Linked DNA regions of Mus musculus: region 2 is linked to region 1. Evidence: chromatin contacts called from public Hi-C data. All regions are on one chromosome and are shown on one strand. Each heading gives the region's core, a stretch centred on a gene start, on an enhancer-like site or on the middle of the called end of the contact. The rest is flanking DNA. Distances are from core to core; before and after follow the strand shown. Region 1 overlaps Itga9 (integrin alpha 9). Region 2 overlaps Itga9 (integrin alpha 9).

What was found. Hi-C and Micro-C count contacts between places; a contact is called where the count stands out from the background.
Region 2: a Hi-C map of regulatory T cells shows a contact between it and region 1, with 1.5 times the contacts expected there. The contact joins two enhancer-like sites. A contact is called at or near these places in 1 of 15 datasets of contacts at CTCF or cohesin (pro-B cells), 7 of 484 Hi-C or Micro-C datasets (double positive thymocytes, embryonic stem cells, liver and 4 more), 5 of 115 datasets of contacts at active chromatin or transcription factors (astrocytes, embryonic stem cells, fibro-adipogenic progenitors and 2 more) and 1 of 9 other capture datasets (liver).

What each region holds. Positions count from the first base shown.
Region 1 is chr9:118,713,952-118,718,160 of GRCm38.p6, forward strand. All of the region lies in intron 15 of Itga9 (integrin alpha 9), which reads left to right. Among named protein-coding and RNA genes, the nearest start is that of Itga9, 110 kb to the left of the region's middle. Within about 2 kb of position 2,115, at least 59 of the 459 cell types and tissues checked have an H3K27ac peak or open chromatin away from gene starts, as enhancers often do. A contact at or near this core is called in double positive thymocytes and regulatory T cells, where this site is marked.
Region 2 is chr9:118,819,727-118,823,935 of GRCm38.p6, forward strand. The region is part of intron 18 of Itga9 (integrin alpha 9); the gene reads left to right. Among named protein-coding and RNA genes, the nearest start is that of Gm39454, 29 kb to the right of the region's middle. Within about 2 kb of position 2,070, at least 69 of the 459 cell types and tissues checked have an H3K27ac peak or open chromatin away from gene starts, as enhancers often do. A contact at or near this core is called in double positive thymocytes and regulatory T cells, where this site is marked.

The DNA.
Region 1 (4,209 bases), core at 865-3,364:
AACCTGACAGCCAGGGTTGGATTCGCGGAACCCACATGGTAAAAAGAGAACGGAGTCCTGCTGGCTGCCCCTGACTTGCACACAAAGACTGTGGTGTGCACGCACACACATATACACACACACACACATACACACAATCACTACTAAGAGTAAAATAATAAGTCTTAGCCCTATGCTAAATGTTCTATACACTTCTTTTGACTTTTTAATGAGCCCAGTTACATACATAACACTGCATGTGTCCAAATTAGATTCAGAAATCTGAGATTGACAGCTAAACACACTCAACATCTTCCAGCTGGCGAGCAATGAGGTCTTGGGTTTGAATTCCATCTGGCTCCTAACCAGCTCTGTGGCCTTGGACAGATAGTGTGGCCTGATGGTCATGCACACATTGTGGTCCTCCCTTTGCCGGATGGCCATGCATGCAGTGTGGTCCTCCCTGATGGTCATAGTGCTCTCCCTGAAAATAATTTGGTGAGAAGACAATATTAACACGGCCATTTTGGGGTTCAGAGCTGATGGAAATGCTTCCCGGATAATACCACTCACTGGTTATAAATGTGTTATTGGGAAAGCACAGTGAGCAGCTGTCTGCCTCTCGGAGCCGGTGGGGGTGAAGTGTGGTGGTGTGTAAGCCAGCAGGGCAAGCATGGGAACAGCGAGTGTCTGGGAATCCCCTCAGTGGCAGCTTCAGGCAGGTGCGCTCCCTGCCTCTCCTCAGCCTTTGTCAGTCTGGACTTTGTTCAGTAACAAAGACCCAGGTGGCATTGTGTGGTTGCCTGGTTGCCTGCTCTCTGTGGCATCTGCCTCCTCTACTTTACCCTGCCTGGGAAACAAGGGGGGTGACTCCAGGTGTTTTAGGAAAGGGTTCAAAGCTTTGTCACCTTAAAGAGAAACCAAGTCATTACCTGAGGGGAAGGCTTGTTGCTTGGCGTGGTACTGGCAGCTGAGACCCTTGATTTAAGTGAAGGGAGGTGCTAAGGATGGAGTAAGCAGTTTGTTCCACTATGGAATCTGAGAGTGGCATTGTATAATATAGTTGTGTATGTCCTGTGTACATGTGTGTGTATACATACGTAATTATAGCTTTACCGGTAGTCTACGTAAAAGTTAAATAGTCACCTTTGGCCTGACAAAGGTCACTCCATAGGTGACTTAAATAACATTTGCTTGCTCACAGTTTGGGGATCAGAAGTTCTAGCACACACACACACACACACACACACACACACACACACAGGCTTGGTTTCTTCTGACGTCTCTCTTCTTGACTTGCTGTGACCACTGTCTTGAGCATTGCTTTTCCTCTATTTAGACACACCTGCCATCCCTGCACATGTCCAAATTCTGCTTCATAATAGGACAGCAGTCACGTTGTTTTAGGGACCACCCTAATGGCCTCGCTTCTCATGACCCTTTAAAAGCCTCATGTGCAAATACAGGCATGTTCTTAGGTAGAGCACAGTTCATCACACAACAGCATTCTGCTGTTTGCTTCACGAGATGCAAAACATTTCAGCCTATAGTATAAAAACTATGACAGATGTTTCCATTTTGTCCTTGGTCTTTGATATATGGCGAATATTTTAGCCACATTTTATATGCTCACTAGGTACAAGTGCATGGTGAGACATGTGACACATTGGACGGTGCAAGTCTAGAGCCATATCTGGGATATAGAATAGTTATGAACAGGCCTGAGTGGACTCACACACACACAAGGATCTCTAGAGTCAACCATTAGACCCTCCCCGGAGGACTGAGGCTACACTGATCTTAGAAAGCTGGTCTTCGCCCCTGGGCAAGTTGGGAAGGATGGTTCTGGAACTGGGGATTTTGGAGCCTGAATTCCATGAGCAAGGTCACGAGGGTCTGAAAACCTTTTAGCGTCACAGCGACTGCCATCTACTCCTTGAAGAGACCCACACCCTTGAGTCATTGTGGCATCTTACCCAGCGGGTGCGTCAAGGCAGTGCATTCTGCCTTGGCTTTTGGATGACATCACAGGAACCCCCACGTGAGCACATAGAGAAATCTCTTATGTTTGACTCCCTCTCAGACTCCAGGGCAAGCCTTGTAGGGGTTTCTCCGAGAGCTCTTTTTAACTCACTCGAGGGTTGGAGGGAGCCAGGGGAGAACGGAAGACCTGAGCGTATTGCTGAGCGAGCACTTCCTGTGTTGAAGTCAGGGCAGAAACATTTCCTGTGTGCTGCAGACAATGTTCCTCACCTGGCTGCAATGCCTGGGAACTGCAGCACCTGCATTCCCTCAGCCCCTCTGCCTGCAGCTGCTTGGCATTCCTCCTAGTCTCAGAGCAGAACCACAAACAGGGTGCTGGGACCCATGGCAGACATCTCTCAGCTTGGGCCATCTGGCTATAGAGGGACATTACTGTTCAGTACTGGACTACATCCACAACCCAGGGGCCCTTCCTTCAGCTATGTGGCCACACCCTCCTCTCCTAGCCGTGCCCCTGAGCAGCCACAGATGGTCTGTCCTCTCACCACCCCTACTTCCTGTTTCCCCAACCTCAGTATCCTGAGTGTCTCTGGGTCACTAGTTATTCCATTACTGAATTCATCTGTACCTGCTATTTATAATTCGTTTCTTCCTTTGTTCTTGCCTCCCGATGAGAAAATAAAGGAGAAGGGTTTCATATAAACTGATTTTGTTCTTTGTCACCAGTGGTTGGGAAGATGCTCATGACAGGAACATGCTATGCCACTTCCCTTTCTCCCTGCTTACCAGTCCCCTAGCCTTGATGGGATATAATCCTGTCGCTCAGAACAGCTAGTTCTGAGTCTTCTGATGTTTTGGCAGCTACATGTTGGTATGGATGAAACAGTGATCTTTGTTCGTGAGGCCTCCACTTTCCCCGGGCTCGATACCCTCTTTAACTGTCAACTTGACATTGCCTAGAGTCATCAGAAAGGAGATCCTCCATTAAGGAATTGTCTAGAATAGATGGGCTTGTCAGCGTGTCTGCAGGTGATTGTCTTGATTGTTAATTGATGGGCCCGGCCCACTGTGGGCAGAACCATTCCCTAGGCTGTTCTAAGAAAACTAGCTAAGTATGAGGCTGCTTATTCTGGAGCCAGCAAGAAGTTTTCCCCCACGGTTTCTGTTCTGCTTCCTTGGCTGTGAGCGAGCTCCCTAGTCTGAGAGAATGTTGTGTGCAAGGGCAAGCAGGCCTGCCTTCAAGTCCCTGCTTGAGTTCCTGTCCTGTCTTCTGTCAGTGATGGGCTGTGACCTGCAAGCTGAAACAAACCTCTCGCCCTTCTAACTCACTTTTAGTCGTGGTATTTGTCACAGCGACAGAAACTAAAACAACTTTCCATCAGTCTTGTTAGAGACAGGTTGGGATGGACTAAATGTATCCTCACCTGATTGATGGATGAGCCCAAAATTCCAAAAACTTGGATTATAACCAAAGTAGTACTGGAAAGAAGTATAGAGGGATTCAACAAGACTTGCAGTAATTTTATCAACAGGAAAGCTGTAAAGAGCACCAGGAAGGCTTTAAGATGGTTGGCACTCGCCACAATCACATTTGTCTCTGTTTCCCCAGCACCAAGCTCAGTAATTGACATTGACTAACTGCCCAATAAATGTTCACTGAATGTTCAAAGATGTTGGACAGTGTCCAAGACGAGCATATGCTTAAGATATTCTTCTAAAAGTTGTACAGCCCTAGCTATTACATTAGGTCAGTGATCTATTTTGAGTTAATTTTTGTGTGTTGTCCAAGAAATTCTTGAACAGCTGTGGTTCGGCATCATGAGCAGACATCAGCCTGTGGGATTATGCAGCCTAAGGGTCACCTTTGAACACTTGATCACCCAAGTGCACCTACATTTTAAGGCTGGCACTAAAGGGGGCAGCTGGAAACTTACCCTGTCTCCTAAATTTGGGACTGTAAGAATGAAGTCTCAGACTGAAGCCATGTATTTAATTTAAGTGACCCTTTATAGGGGGTTGTGGTACTGGGTTTATACCAGGCTTCAGTCTGAGACTACTGCAGGTCCTCCAAATTCTGTGTGTGCCAGCTCCTAACCACTTAGTCTCTGGTGTTAAATGTTCAAGTCCCTTCTCTTTCTATTATTCTCTTACTTCAGGGTCATCTTTGGGTGCCTGACTGTCATTTCTAGTGGACAGACTCATTGTAACTTATGTTCCAGCTACCAATGTCCCCTCAGATACCAGCTT
Region 2 (4,209 bases), core at 820-3,319, 110 kb after region 1:
AGAACAGGCTTGGGGACCCGGGAAAGGTGCCCTGGGAGATGTTCAGGAAAAAGGGGCACTGAGATGAGGAGGGATAAGGGCCGCTGTAGAGAGGGTGGCACAGTAGGTGAGCGAGGGGAGCTGAGACATGGCTGGTGTGTTCGGCAGGGGCCAAACAACATAGGCCTTAGGCGAACACAGTGAAGTGTCCACAGATAAATGGAGGAAGGTGTCGTGTGTGGGTAACAACCTTCATTTTGTCTGAATGTTGGATCCTATCATATTCTTACAAAAATGCCTTCAAAATGTCCTAGGAAATATTTATTATAAAATCCTGGTCCAACTATTAGCTCTGAACAAGGAATGGGAAAAAAAACCAAAAACTAAAAGAAAAGAAAACAACACTAAGACATCGTCTATAGAGGTCTTCAAATGGAGGCCAGGGGGGATATCATCAGAAAATGAACATTAACTATTAAATGAATCCAAGCTTTAAATCTAACCTTTGTCATAACAGAACACATGTTCTATCCAAGCTGAGAGAAGTCTAAAAGGTCACATCTCACAGAAGGAACAGCCACTCATAAAGGGAACGGTCTAGTGTGATCACAGCGCCACAGTTGGGTCAAAGTTCCATCCTCCTTTGAGGAACCCGAGTCTACATAGCCTTTTCGTATTGATTATTGAGGACTGATGTGGAAGAGCCTGTCTCACTGTGAGCAGTGCCAGTCCTGGGCAGTGGTCCTGGGTAGGATAGAAAAACAGGCTGATTACTTCTCTCTCTCCCTCTCTCTCTGTCACTCACACACACACACACACACACACACACACACACACACATTTATTTTTTCTTTTGATGGGAGGATTTGAGCTGGGGGAGAGGGAGGGGAACTACAGGCAGGCTGTAATGTATGAGAGAGGAAAAAAAGTTGAGAGAGAGAGCGATATGGCTGATACTCCAGGGGAAGCCGGCCAGTAAGCAGCCCTCCTCTGTGGCTTCAGTTCCTGCCTCCGGGTTCCTGCCTGGCTTCAGTTCCTGCTCTGACTTCCTTAGGTTATAGACTATGATGTGGAAATGTGAGCTGAAATTAATTCTTTCCTCCCTATCCTGGTGTTTATCACAGCCATAGAAATTCTAAGACAGGCAGGCACCACCAGGTCTGGCTCATGCTAAAAATTTTTAAAGAGGAAAAAAAATCTTTTTCACATAGTTTTATTTGCTTCAAATAAAAATAAAGACGTGCTCCAGTAGTTTACAAATATTAAGGGGGCGATTTCCTGACAAACTCCCTTCCGTTCAAGTGGCCTCTCCCTGACACAGCACACCTTCCCAGGCGCCACATCTGTAGAGCCACTGTACTGTAAGAGCTGATAGTCACGACTTACAAATTAAGCACCATGGTTTAAAGCACAACCTTAGCTATCATTTGTCTTTAGAAACAGCATCTCAGTCCCTGGTCACATTCAGCAACTGATGGCCTGAGGGCACAGGCCACCACCAAGCCCTCCTCGGACTTAGATTTGCCCACAGAGCCTTCTGGAGGGCTGCAGAGGTTCCTGTTACATTCATGCCTTCACATCTGCTCAGAAGTATTCTAGTGAGTACCCCAAAATGCTTTTGCTCGGAGCATCTTGACCTTTCCTTCTGACACAGAGGAAGCGGGTGTCAGTGCTGCAGCAGCCCAGCTGCTCCAGGCACCATTCCTACCTAGCTCTGTCGCGTACTTGCAGAGGCCCCAGAACAGTGAGGTACTTGCACCTGCTTTAGCTCTTTTTGTTCCGAACAATAGAAGAGCCAATCTCCCCTCCTACTGAGTGAACAGAGAAATTGTTGTTCTTCAAAGTGAAAGTCTGAGGTTCGCTTGCCCCCCACCCCCACCCCATGTTTCCTGTTGGACCTCTGAGCTTTCTTGCGATGTGTCCTGTTTTGGCTCCATGTTCAGACAAGTCTGTCCCCTTAGGGTACCGAGATCATAGCCAGGTCACCATGAAGAAGTGCTTTGATTTCACGAAGTTCTAGTAGAAGGAAGTTTCAGAGTCTCCCTGGGATGATTGACATAATAAGCCTGGTCACATGGTCCTGGGTTAGCAGGCTGCGAATGAGATCAAGCACCCCTAGGCTAGTGGGCGGAGCATGGTGGGCTGGGTGTCTGCCGCAGCATCTTTGTCCCATTTACCAGGGAAGAAATTAGACCTCAGAGCTGGCGACACAGCTAAGTCTCACAGCCAGTAGCAGCCGAGCTGGTCCCTTCTGCTGCCCCTGCTCTGCATGTCGGTAAAGGAAGACTTTGTGTCCACCCAGCCCGCACCCAGCCCGCACCCAGCCCGCACCTCAGTGCTGTACCATGTCAGTGCCTGCCCAGCCCTGCCCTACCTGACCATCAGCTTTGGAAGTGATAGGAAAGGAGCAAGGGCCGCCACGGGCAGGAGAGACAACGTCTGCTTCTGCTAAGACAGGAGCCCTGTGAGGAGCTCTGGTCTCCAGACATGGGAGCTGGGGCAATCTGAAAGTTTGCATGGCCTCTCCTCGTCCTGTGCTGCCTGTACATGAGGTTTAAACACTGAGTGCTTTCATGGGGTCAGTATGGAGAGGAGGTGAATGTCTTCTGCTGAGCACACGTTGGGGAGGAGCCCCACCCCCACCCCCCAGGCCCTGCCCTTATCAGAGGACCTGTTGGCAGCTGATGGCTGCTGAGAGAGGGACAGTCACTCTCCTTTGTGGCTGCTAGTAGGTTTCTTATTGATGGCCACAGCCTACACACATGTGAGCAGCACTAAGTAATAGCAAAACAGTACAACTAAAGGCATGGCTCTGGGGGGTGGGAGGGATGTGGTGAGGGGCAGTCGAGGGCCCTGGATGAGGTGGACGGATATGAGCAATACATATTATATAAGGGTGTGGAGCTTAGAATAAAAATATTAGTTTGTTGTTGTTTTGTTTTAATTATCTGCTGGGTTGAGGCCTCCTTCCCTGGAGGCCCTCATCTAGAAGGTTTCAGATGAAGGAACTGCCTTCTGCCTCCAAAGGAAACAGAAGGCAGTGGATGGAGCCACACAGGGAGGAGGAACTCAAAGAGACAGAACCGAAACCCTCTCCTCAGATAAGCAGGCCTTCAGAATGGGGGAGCAGAGACCTCTGGAGTGGGTGGTGCTTTCAGCCCTATTCATGAAGCCATGGCAGGGGAAGAGGCTAGACCTCATGCCAAGGAAAGCTCTCACTGGTTTTCCCAAAAGGCCTGTAGAGCTTTTCTGATGAAGGAGCTGACGGTTGGAACCCAGAAATGGACGGATACATCAGTTCATAGCTATGGGTCTCCTGCCAACTGTAGAGACCTTGGTCTCTCCACACACGGTCACACCACAGTTTCCTCTGGGCCTAAAGATGAGCCAGGCAGTTGGGACACCGACCTGGTCCTTCACCTAGACCAGGGTCTGTTCCATGGACTCAAACGTACTTGAAGTGGTGTCTGGCAGGTGACACTCTGAGCCTCAGGCAACTCTGCAGCCTCCACAGTGCCAAAGTGGAAGGAGGCTGCACAGTGGTGCCATAGGCAGCATATTCACTGCCAAGACGGCCTTAGAAGGCAGACCTGGCCAGAACATGCACAAGGTATGGAGCCAAGCTAGGCTAGACTGGAATCTTGATTTCAGGCAATTGATCACCACTGTGGCAAGCTGACTGACCCTTTTCTTGAGGCCTCCTTTTCTTTATCTGGGCAGTAGAGGCCATGAGACTTACCTCACAGCCTCCAGATTAAATAAAAACCAGCTTCAAGAAGTTACAAGTTGGGCTGGAGAGATGGCTCAGCAGTTAAGAGCACTGAATGCTCTTCCAGAGGTCCTGAGTTCAATTCCCAGCAACCACATGGTGGCTCACAACCATCTCTAATGGGATCCAATGCACTCTTCTGGTGTGTGACTGAAGGCAGCTACAATGTACTCATATAAATGAAAATAAATTAATATTTAAAAAAAAAGAAGTTACAGGTTGAACATCCCTTATAAGCCCAACATTCTTAGTTCAGAGCTGTTTCAGATGCCAGATGCTTTAGACTCAGCTCAACTTGAACCTGCAGTGTCAGTCCATCCCCTCCTCCTCTGGTCTCCTCCACGTCTTTACTGCAGAGTATTTAAATTCCACTTTCCAGCCTCTGGTTTTTATGAGGAGGCTGGAAGCAACCTGGGGAAATGTGAGTGCCGGTGGCCCAGGAGGGATTTTACCCACCAGAG